Linked DNA regions of Ovis aries: region 2 is linked to region 1. Evidence: chromatin contacts called from public Hi-C data. All regions are on one chromosome and are shown on one strand. Each heading gives the region's core, a stretch centred on a gene start, on an enhancer-like site or on the middle of the called end of the contact. The rest is flanking DNA. Distances are from core to core; before and after follow the strand shown. Region 1 overlaps TMED10 (transmembrane p24 trafficking protein 10). Region 2 has its middle 27 kb from the start of FOS.

What was found. A called contact is a pair of places that touch in the nucleus more often than the background predicts.
Region 2: a Hi-C map of hypothalamus shows a contact between it and region 1, with 4 times the contacts expected there. The contact joins two enhancer-like sites. A contact is called at or near these places in 16 of 16 Hi-C or Micro-C datasets (blood, hypothalamus, liver and 7 more).

The regions. Positions count from the first base shown.
Region 1 is chr7:84,463,702-84,469,494 of ARS-UI_Ramb_v3.0, reverse strand. TMED10 (transmembrane p24 trafficking protein 10) reads left to right here. Exons shown (of 5, transcript XM_004010798.5): 3 at 3,441-3,514. Among named protein-coding and RNA genes, the nearest start is that of NEK9, 17 kb to the right of the region's middle. Within about 2 kb of position 3,559, at least 47 of the 54 cell types and tissues checked have an H3K27ac peak or open chromatin away from gene starts, as enhancers often do. A contact at or near this core is called in hypothalamus, liver and tail adipose tissue, where this site is marked.
Region 2 is chr7:84,595,787-84,602,106 of ARS-UI_Ramb_v3.0, reverse strand. No RefSeq gene overlaps it. Among named protein-coding and RNA genes, the nearest start is that of FOS, 27 kb to the right of the region's middle. Within about 2 kb of position 2,261, at least 29 of the 54 cell types and tissues checked have an H3K27ac peak or open chromatin away from gene starts, as enhancers often do. A contact at or near this core is called in hypothalamus, liver and tail adipose tissue, where this site is marked.

The sequences.
Region 1 (5,793 bases), core at 2,310-4,809:
CTCTAAACTTGTCACATTTATTAATTTGCTGGAATGCTCTCATCTATATTAACATGTTTACCTTTAGATGGGGAAACAGTGGAAACAGTGTCAGACTTTATTTTGGGGGGCTCCAAAATCACTGCGGATGGTGATTGCACCCATGAAATTAAAAGACGCTTACTCCTTGGAAGAAAAGTTATGACCAACCTAGATAGCATATTGAAAAACAGAGACATTACTTTGCCAACAAAGATCCATCTAGTCAAGGCTATGGTTTTTCCAGTGGTCATGTATGGATATGAGAGTTGGACTGTGAAGAAAGCTGAGCACTGAAGAATTGATGCTTTTGAACTGTGGTGTTGGAGAAGACTCTTGAGAGTCCCTTGGACTGCAAGGAGATCCAACCAGTCCATCCTAAAGGAGATCAGTCCTGGGTGTTCATTGGAAGGACTGATGCTAAAGCTGAAACTCCAGTACTTTGGCCACCTCATGTGAAGAGTTGACTCATTGGAAAAGACCCTGATGCTGGGAGTGATTGGGGGCAGGAGAAGAAGGGGACGACAGAAGATGAGATGGCTGGATGGCATCACCGACTCAACAGACATAAGTTTGGGTGAACTCCGGGAGTTGGTGATGGACAGGGAGGCCTGGCATGTTGTGATTCATGGGGTCGCAAAGAGTCGGACATGACTGAGCGACTGAACTGAACTGACCTGAACCTTTAGAATACATCATTTTTAATACATCCCTCAGCTGTTCTAGTCTGCTTAATATCTCAATTAACTGATTTATCCATTGCTGTTCTAGGTGTTGGGGAGATAGCAATGAATACAATAGAAGTCTCTGCTCTCAATGGAGCTTACATTTTCATTGGAGCAAGTAGATAATAGGCAAATATAAGTCAGATGGTCATGAGGGCTTTGGGGAAAAAGCAAGCACCTTGAGATGCTGAGCATGTCTCAGAAATAGCAAGGGGGTAACTATGGCTTCTTCCGAATAGCGCATCACTTACTACTGGAGATACATGTATCTCACACACACAACCTTGTGTTGTTTAAGTGTCTTATGTGTGTATTTTACACTCCCAATTTTGAGTTCTTTGAAAGCAAAGATCTTTTGTTTTAAATTTCTTATATGCTGATGCCATGCATGTAAATGCCTAGGAACTAGTTTTAAACTGTGTACATATATACATATATATATGTACATAAACGTGTATACACACACATAGTCAACACTGAATTTCTAGTTTTATTTGTGTTTATCCATTTGTTTATTCTGATATGAAGACCCGTGGTCTTTGGAGCACCTTTTAAAAGATGGTCCATTTGCCAGGCAAGTACAAAGAGAGATTACTAACAGGTCTTTTTACAAAGGAGACCCTTTAGAGCCATGATGTCAGCTAAGGGGATAGGCTGGCTATTCTGTGCAAGAAACTGCATGGTCTGACTCCGATGGTCTGTGGTTTTGTGGTTTCTCTTGTGTTTGAATAATGCTAAAGCTGTGCTGTGACAGAGAGATTGTGGGAGAAGTCTGTTAGGAGAGTATCTTGATCATTTGGAGCAGATGGAGCTATGAGCTGCTTGGATTTCACTTTTAAATGAGGAAAAAGAAGCAAAAGACTTGGATTTGGGAGAAGAGACCTCTATGAGGGTCCCTTTTTTGTTTTGCTTTCTTTTGTTCTTAGAACCCTAATTGGTTTAATGCTCAGAAGGGCTCTGTGATTTGGCTTAGTTTCTTTTTTTTCTCCCTAGTATTTGTTTATTGATTTGACCAGGCCTTAGTTTTGGAATCTTCAGTGTTTGTTGCGGCATGTAGACTTTCTAGTGGTGGCATGTGAACTCTTAGTGGTGGCGTGCGGGATCTAGTTCCCTGACCAGGGATTAAACCAGGGTCCCCTGTTGGGAGTGCAGAGCCTTAGCCTCTGGACCACCAGGGCTTAGTTTCTTGATCCTACCTATTCAGTCTTACTTTATTGCTTTCAACTTGATATGTCCAGTTTATCCAAAAGAACGTCTCTACTGTCTTTTTTAAACGTGCTACACTCTTTTCTTCCTTCCTGGTTATTTGTTTTTGGTTGTGCTGAGTCTTTGTTGCTGCTCGCAGGCTTTCTCTAGTTGAGGCAAGTGGGGACTACTTTTTAGTTGTGGCGGGCGGTTTCTTATCCACTGTACCCACCAGGGAAGTCCTCCATTCCTTTCAATAGCTGAGTCTTTGCCCATGTGTTCCCTTCTGCCTAGATACTTTCTTTATCTGCATTCAGGTGTTGATGTCTGTCCACAGCTAATCTCTTCCCTCTTCTAACCTTTGCTCAATAGCCAGGATTATCTGAACCATTTTTGGTTTGGTTTTCTCCTTAAAGTTTTAGACTCCTTTGTATTTCACTGTGCTATTATGCATATTTGTGTCTTAGATGCCCATCAGATTATTTGAAGGCACAGATTGCAGTCACCACCACAGTCCTAGCACCTTGGGAGTTCTCAGTGAGTTGTTTTTTGAATTGATGTTTCAGAAAACCTCCAGTGTTTCTCAGGGTACAGTACCGTTCTCTATGGCTTATGGTCTCAGAAACCACAATGGTTAAGTGGCACTGTTTCCCAGAACTCCTGATTTCATGCAGGTAGTTGTTAGTTTTATAAGTAATCAGGTGAATTTTACAGGATGAGTACTGAGCAGTTTTCTGGGGCCCTTTGTAATCTTTCCCTTTCTCCTACTTGATAAGAGTAGAATTCTTTTTGATCAGATTACCATTTCTCATGGGAACATTGCTCTGTTGGTCCTACTATATCCCAAATGGACTTTTCTGTTTGTAAGAAGTACTCCTGAGAATTGTATTCTTACTATTAAGTTTCTTCTTGGGCTCCTCTAGGGGCTTTGTGGGGATAGTCCTGTACCATTTTATTTACCTATTGAAATGGCCTTACATTGACCAAAACCTTTGAAATAAGTGGACTAGTAGACAAATCCTGTGTACTTTTCAGTACTCATATTTGTGTTAAGTAATCCAAGCTCAGCATATACCTAGTAATCCTTCTCTCAGAATTTGGCAGGTCGTCTTTTTTCAGATGTGGAACTGTGCCTGAGCAGCCTGCGTGGGTGCCCACTGCCTGCCGGTCTGTGCCCCACAGTGGGTTTCCTAACCAGTGAGCCTGTGTGTGCTCTCCTCTCCCATTCTGTTCCTGTTCTGCCAGCTGCAGGATCGTGTGTCCTGCTCCCTCAGAGATGTTTGCCAGCAGCATGTTCTTGTCGCTTTCTGGCACCCCCCACACATAGAGGCTTTGTCTGGAATGCTTGTGATTTTTAGCCAGAGCCAGGAATTTTCTGCAGCTGAGTAGGGGGAGGAGTTGTGACTGTTTCCCTCTATTGAGAGGGTAGGGGTTAGGGAGAGGGAGGGCGGGTGGGTGATTTCCCGGAATTTTAAATATTCCTCACAATGAACCCTTTGATTTCTTTCTCAGGAACAGGGCGGATACCTGACCAACTCGTGATCCTAGACATGAAGCATGGAGTGGAAGCGAAAAATTACGAAGAGGTACGTCCTGCTTAACAGCCAGTGGAGGCAGTAGCTTGCCATTCCGTGAGGTTTCTGTGACCTAGTCAGGCCAGCAGGCTGTGCTTTGCCCAGAAGGCTGTGGTTTTCTCAGCAGTCATGTGACAGCCAGCTTGATATAAAAAAGTTGTGTTAACAGCCTTGAACAATAATTCTGGCTGTGCTGTCAGCCAAATGACTGGACCAACCGTCCCATAGAAGTGTTGGTATGATAAAACACTCAAGCACATGCCAGCAGTGCTTTTGAGACAGAAACCAGATATATATTTAGAATTTCTAAAAGCTAGAATTCATTAATGTTGATGTTCAAGGTTAAGAAAAGTGATTTTTTTTAAATTCGTATGGTTTTTATTCCCAGACTGACAGCTATGTGTATATTTAGATTCAGTGCTGTTTAGACTTGAACAATTGTGTTGTTTTTGAAAAAACACAATAATCAAAAGTAGCTTTTAATTAAAATAATTTCAAATTTTTCAAAAAGAGAGCAAGATGGAAGAAGAAAACTACAAGAGACTTGGAGTTTTGCTGACAGCATGTATTGTAGTAAAAATAGGCGTTTATTTGGGTGGTAGGGAGCTGGAAGTGTGCTTAGAATTAGGGGAGGGGGACTGGGCTCTTTTAAGCTATTGTGAGAGACTCTGGGGGCAGCACAGCTTCTTTAAATGAAGACTACCTGTGAAAACCACAAGACCTATTTAAGACTGGAGGATTGATCTTTACAGAAAAGATAAGAGTGTTTTTACCGAGGTCAGTCTTTTTATGAAAGTACCTAAAGGCATATAGAAGAGATGGGCTACAGGAAGTATAAATGGATTTTGAAGAATGTAAACTGAATAAACAAAGGAAAGTTGCTTTAAGTGATTTAAGAGAATTTTCTAGGAATGGTGGAACAGGAGAGGTTATTCTATCTTTGGTCAGAATTTGGAAGGGAAATATCCTAAAATGGAAGAGGATTGGAAGCCAGTGGCTGGCTCTGCAACAGGAAGTAGTAGTACAGTAATTGTGGCTCTCCAGGTCTCTCCTCTTTTTTCTTAGTTCATGTGTTCAGTTGAACAAAACTGGACTGAATTATTTGTAGGCAGTATATCGGAGCAAGTGATGCAGTTGTGAATGGAAGGCAATTCCTGATAGAGACTTTGGTTGGCTTGTTTCTGTCTCCAGGCTAGTTTAATTAAAAGAAATAAAGCCAAGAGCTTTTTTGTTCAATGAACGGCAAGAGTAAATTGAAAAATCCTTTTAAACTTTTATGAGTCAGAGGAATCCTAATTGTATTTAATAAGTTAAAGCACTGTTGTATGATATAAAACACTAAGAAAAATGTTGTATTATTATGATGTTGAAGAATAGGTAAAAGAATTTGCAGTTTTTGAATACTGCTGTTATATTCTCACCCTCAGATTAGATGCTAGATATAGCTGCTGCTTCTCTAAAGCAGACAGTGTTATTCTGAGTTTACATGTACAGTGATGTGTACATCCACCGTATGGCATTTTAGAACCCCCATACCCCGACACCTGGAATTTCCATCATCCTTGGACTTTGTTGACACTAGGAAAGGGCCTTTATCTTTCCTGACCTTTTACTTAACCCAAGAGGGGAATCCCTAGCAGAAAGGAAACCACGGTGCTTCCTTTGCTGCTTCCTGCTTCAGCAGCCTAGCACGTCCTAAGCCCTTCTTTACGCACATGGTTACAACACAGCTCAAAATTCTCTTTCTTAACCAAGAAACTCCTCCCACTACTTTCTTCAGTGACCTACCTCCCCACTCCCCCACCCCTCAATCAAAAAGCAGATCAAACTGAGACAGAGGATGACATGTGATTATGACACAGGCCAAAGACCGGCCCATTTCTCAGGCCAGAGCTAGGCCGGCTCCCTTGAACCTTGCTCAGAAATGGCTGTTTAGTTGTCGCTCGTCCAGTGCCTGGGACAGGAACATGGATGATAGAAGCACTTGCTGTGTAGTTTATTAGCAGAGAGCACTGGACATATGTAGAGGTTTTGAGGCATTTAACTTCAGGCCCTGGGGGCGAGGGCAAGGCTTTATCTCCAGAGGAGTGGGGCCCTTTGGCATCAGTGTTTGAATTCAGGAAGGTGGCATGTTTCTTTTAATGTTTTTTCACATCGAACATCACTCTGCCTCACAGTTGTGGACTTCATAATTCTGAAATCCCACATGGTCCTGTACAATTAAGTAGTAATCATTGTCTAAACACCTGGACAGAGAACCACACTACCTGCCAAATTGTTATGGAGGTTTA
Region 2 (6,320 bases), core at 1,012-3,511, 130 kb before region 1:
CACACAGACAACACAAATGACTGAAGGCACAATCCGTAACCCGTGCACCATACAATATAGATGAAACGAAACATGCAGGACACATGACACGCACATACATAACACAGCCAAGCATTGTTTCATATTCTGTGCTCGGTGGTTTCATCCACCATTAAAGCCACATCCCTGATGACCCACAATGCTCATGGCTCTTCCTCCTGTGTTGAAGTGATATCACACAATGTCACAAAAAAGCAATTTACCCATTCCTTGTTCTAGTTGCTCTCAGAGCAAAATATTCATTACCAGTTTTGTTTCATAAGCTGCTCAGTAATCACGACTTTTCAGTGTATTCTAGTGCAGAGCTTTGGGGTCAAATGAGTGGGAGCTCAAATCCTGACATCACCACCTCCCAGCTGTGTGGTTTGAAGCAAGCCTCTACTCTTCTCTAGCTATAACTTTATTCTCACTTTATAGATGAGGAAATAAAGAACCAGAAAGAACAGATTCCGGACATACGCTTCAAGTTGTTATCTATAAAAAAAGATTTGCTTTGCCAGGTTCTTACAACAAATGAAAAGAGAACGTATGTACCGAGTTTACATTAGTGCCTGGCATATGCTAATTTATGCTAATAGGACATATATTGGGTAAGTGGTAATGGTGGTGAAAAGTGTATTTCTTTAAATGGAAGAAAAAAGTTGCTTTGAGTTAGTTGTTGACAGTTACTGGGACTCTCTGTGACTTGAGTTCCACCACGTGTTTCGGTTCGAGATCCCACAAACTCCCACCCAGCATTGTGTTGTAACTGCACCATTTCCCTTCGTGAAATTTGAGAGGTGATGTTTTGACATTGTTTCATTTCATTTCCTCCTGATGGGTGGGCTTAACTGGTTTCTCAATTTAAGCAGAGCAAAAGGGAGAAGTATTTTAAATTGCTGTGACCGTCCAAATTGGTCATACCTTCTGGCCTCTGAGAATGAGCCCAAAATTCTCTTCTCCTCTCCTAAAATATTTGGGCTTTTTTCCAGTTCCTCTAACTGCCAAATATAATTCTGTCCTTAGTTTCCTCAAGGCTCCCCCTTTCTCCTTTCAACTTGCCCCTTGGCATTTGGATACATCAAAAATGAATTTTGAAATAATATCTTAATCACATTTCACGTCCTTGTGGTGGATTTCTGTTTGCTAAATGCCTTCATGTCCATTCTTCCCTTTTGGCTGAAGATGGCTATGTCTCCTTAATGGATGACACAGCAAAGGCTCAGAGAGCTGAGCCAACAAGCCCTGGGGGTCAGCCTCCAAGCGAATGACACTACCGGGTACAACAAGGAGACAGTCTTTGACAGACAGTTTAAAATGTATATATATGTATATGGTCAAATATGCATAACATTGGAGAAGGAAATGGCAACCCACTCCAGTATTCTTACCTGGAGAATCCCCATGGACAGAGGATCCTGGTGGGCTGGGGTCACAAAGAGTTGGACATGACTAAGTGACTGACACACACACATGCATAACATAGAACTTACCAGTTTGACCATTTTAAAGTGTACAATTCAATGGCCTTCAGTACCTCCTTGGCCAAATGCCATCACCACCTCCGGAGCTCATTTCATCTTCGCAAACTGCAGCTCCATCCTCATGAAACCGTTAACTCCCAATCTCCCCGCCCCTAGCCCCTGACGACCACCCTTCTACTCTGTCTCTGTGAAGTGACTGCTCTGAACACATCACGTGAGAGGAACCATACAGTATTTCGTATGACAGACACTTTTGCAGCAAGATGTCTGGAGGAAGGTACCAAGATTCTTTCCTCCATCGCATTGATTTTAGCTGATGTCACACTTTAGCCAGAAAGGGAGTCTCTTCTGTACCCTGAAGTAATTCACTCTCATGGACGTGAACATCTTTTTAGCCCTGCCTGACACAACAGAGGTTTTCTTATGTTTTGTTTTCACTGAAAGCTGTTCATTCCTCCAGATAATGACTTAAATTGTGATCATCAGAACTGAAGAAGAAGAAAATGATAAAAAGCTCCCAGAGAAGGACATAAAACGTTTTCATGTGCCACCTCTGAGCCTCCCAAAAGCCTTTCTCTTCTCCACTGGCTGCTCTTGTGTATGTATCGTTTCTTTGTGTTTTTTTGTTGTTGTTGTTGTAAAGAACTCTGTGATCTACTTCAATTCATGTTTTGCCCAGAAAGCTAACACAGCTGTAAATCCTTTCTGCCCGGAAAGCCTTCCAGCCTTTCCAGAGGCCTCTTTGCTGATTCAGTGGCCGCCTCCCTCCCTTTGAGGCTGGCCAGCCTCCCTAAGCCCACTGCCACCACCGCCGTCCCACAACCCCAGGCAGCCTGCCTGGCTGCTGTGAGAAGACGCCTCTCTCTGGAAGGGATCATGCCTTTTCCACAGGTTCCTATTACTTGGAGAAGCACAGCACCCCCAGGGGGAGCCCCCTACTCAGGCTTCCCCCCTGCAGAGAGCTGGCTCTGCTGCCCGCTAGTAAACCAGCTGGCCGTCACCATGACGACAGCCTGGCCCAGAGCCTGGATGACGCCAGACCTGACTCCCCTCCCAGCCTCACCCAAGTCTGTCTGAGCTCCAGCTGCTTTTGTTGGGCTTCGTTTTGCTTGTCAGTTTGAGGCAGCTCTTTTGCTGATTGGATTCAGGGGGCTGGGCTTAGAATCCCTGGGGTGCAGGGAAGTCAGTAGCCTGCCCTGACAGGAATTTCCTGGCAACCTGGGGTATTCCCCCGTCATAGTAACAAGATCTACAAGACAGAGCCCACAAGAAGCCTGGGCCTCAGATAATCCACTAATACTCTGACCCCGCAGGCAATTTCAATCAAGGGCACTGTTACTAACCCATGTTGCTTTGTGACGCTCTGCTCATGATAACAGGCCAACCTGTTCTTTGATCAAATGAAGGAAGTGTTACAACATGCTGGCAGAACATTCTAGCTGTGCAGAAACAACAAAAATGAATAAATCCAGGATGAAGAAGAAACAATCATGTGGATTTTGAGGAAGAGTTTAAGTGAATGTGATGATAGACACCCAGGTGAATCTTTGCCTCATCACGGGAGAAGGTTTTGCCTCTATTATTTGGATAATGCAGAAGCAGGGATCTGGAACATTGTTTGAACTAATTTGAAAACATACCTGATAGCCTTTGGTTGTTTCATCCCCCGGTCTTTATCTCTCAAATGACTCCTTTTAATAACTTGCTTGACCTCCAGGGCACCTGAGTTTACCCTGCATCCTCTCATTTGTGACATAAAACATATCTCTCGTTTCAGCCTTTGAAGGCATGTCAGCTCCTCATCTGTGAAACGGGGGTAAACAATGCCAACCAGGCAGGTTGGACAGTATTTAGCTCAGTCCTGGCACTTACTGAGCTACTATCATCATCATTATCAGTAACTCCTACCTGTACCTTTTTCTCAAGGATCCTGACACTTTTTATAGGCATAACATCACTGGGAATTTCCTGACAGTCCCAGTAGTTGGGATTTCACTGCTATTCATCAATTTCACTGCCAGGGCCCTGGATTCGATCCCTGGCCAGAGAACAAAGATCCCACAAGCCTGTGGCAAAAAAAAAAAAAAGAATTACTTGGACTTTCTTGGTGGTACAGTGGATAAAATCTGCTTGTCAATGCCAGGGACACTGGTTTGATACCTGATCTGGGAAGATGACACATACCTTGGAGCAACTGAGCTGGTTTGCCACAACTACTGAGCCCAAGGCACCCAGAGCCTAGCTTGCGCTCCACAACAAGAGAAGCCACCACAATGAGAAGCCCTAGCACCTCGACAGAGTAGCTCCCGCTTGCTGCAACTACAGAAAGTCCATGTACAGCAACAAAGACCCAGTACAACCCCAAATTAATTTTTTATAAAAGAATTACATCATTGATTCATTTAACAAATGCTATCTACTAAGTCTAAGCTGGCCAGGCACTGCGCCAGCCACTAAGGATAAAATGATAGACAAAAAATAAACACAGTTCCCATCCATTGGTAGCTTCTGGACTAGTAAAGGAGACAGACATTAACCACATAAAATGTTAAATAACTTAGGTGTCATATGAGTAAAGCCATCTCAGACCCTGCAGGCCAGCCCATCCCCCAGCTGAATACCACCAAGGACATCCATCTTTGCCATACTGAGCAGAAGAATTTCCCAGCCAATTCCTGTCTTAATTCCTGACGCACAAAATCATGAGATCTGATAGGTGGTTGCTCTTTTAAGCTCTGCCTTCCCAAATAAAAATAATGACATCTCTACTAAGTGCCTAAAGCATTAAGAGAACGTGAACTAGAGAAACTACATTTTAGCTTCTTTTCCTAGTTAGGATACTAGAGTGAAGGTAGGTTTAGATATAAGAATTTAGAATAGAATGACTTGACCTCCTAAATCCTAAAGCCAAATGCAAAGCCTAGGGATGCAGATTCTCAATCCCCAATCCTGCAGAAAATCCTGGGGGTTTCTTACATCAAGCTTTGTTTCACTGAAGAGCGCCCTCTTCTGGCTCAGGGCTCTTTCTCCAGCCATGCTGTCTTCTGACGTGACTTTTCAAGGAATTTGTGCGTGTGCCGCCCATGTCTTCACCAAATGTGTGCTGAGCACCCAGGCCCCCGGGTTACAGCCTGAATCAGGCACAGGCTCCCCATCCCTGTGAAACTGACAGTCATATGAGCTTCCTGACCTCTCTGAGAAGGCAGGGCAAGCTTCATCACTCCCACTTGATAGATGAGGAACTGAGGCAGGAGGATGGAGAAAACTTGACTAAGTTATTAATGATTCAGGACTATTTCAGGAAGGAAACAAAGAAGCTCTCACTGAACATCAGACTGGGCCCAAGTCCCTCACTCCCTATAGCCATACTCTGCCTCATCACCCTCTGCTTCCGAACCTTGAGTTCCTCCCCATTTGGGACGTCTCCTCATGGTCCCCTGAACCAGCGCACCCTACCACCCCCTCCACATCTCTGGGGCCTTAAGGGCATTTCCCTGCCATTTCATCTCTCTGCAGTGACTGTTGCTCCAAAGCCAGCCTTCAGTCTTTCTCCCCGCTAAGACCCTCCCACTCTCCCTGACGTCTTGCCCCTGGTGGCTCTGGTAGTGTAACATATATTTGGAAATAGATATCTAGGCAGGGACCTCATTGTATATCCTGTCCCTGCCCATGGAGAGGATCAGACAGGCCTGGGGTTCAGATCCCAGATCTGCTAATTCCTCTCCTGGGAGGTGAGAAAATGAGGTCGCCTCCTCAGCAATGGTGTTCTCCAGGGTACAGCATGGATATTAGCTGCTCTGAAACTTAGGTGATATGTTTAAGGCACTCAGCACGTAGTGAACACTCCAGGCACAGTATATGTCTAAGTCCTTTAACATGTTCAGTCTGGTCACCTGCTGCCGCAGCACAATGACCCTCAAGGCACCTAGTACACTCTTGGGCATACAGAGAGAGACAACATACAAGAATTTTAAAACTCAAAATTCTCAGGGAGCAAGATCTTCCACTAAAAGCAGGTGGGTATGCAGATTCGAACAGCACTAAGAATATGCTGTCTGCCACCTCGTGGAGAACAGGGCTGACACAAGAGGATGGCGCTGGGGCCCATGATATTTTTTAGGAACCCACAAAGATGCTTTAATTTCGTTTGAAAATCAGAAGAAAAAAATTAACTTTTCTTTCCCAAAAGGACAATTTATTCAAACTTCCTCAGACTATTAATCATTATAACCATGTAGTCATAAAAATAAATTTTGGGGGTACTCTTTCTACCCCCTTCTGATGCCTATGTCAGAAGCTTTCTCTATCTCCTTTATGCTGTAATAAAACTTTATTACACGAAAGCTCTGAGCGATCAAGCCTCGTCCCTAGCCCCAGATTGAATTCTCCTCCGGGGGCCAAGAATCCCGGCATCGTGATTCAACAACAACCTTTCATCTTGGGGGCTCATCCGGGATCCTTCAGGACAAGATGGGAGCTAACAATTCCAGCCTCACTCCTTTGAACTGTATCTTGAAAAACTGGGATAGATCCCAAGGGCTTAAAGAAGACACACGTGGTCTTCCTGTGTGATACTGCATGGCCACAGAATCCATTGGAGGACGGTGGACGGTGGCCAGTTGGAGGGTCTCTTAAGTATAATACTGTTTTACAATTAGACCGGTTCTGTAAGGAACAAGGGAAGTGGGTAGAAGTAGTATATGTGTTGCCCTTTTTCTCTCTGCGAATTATACCAGACTTATGTCCTAAGGGTATAGATTTGAGCGTGAAACCTTCAGCTCCCTCCTGTCCTCCTACTTTGCCCCCATACCCGGGGCT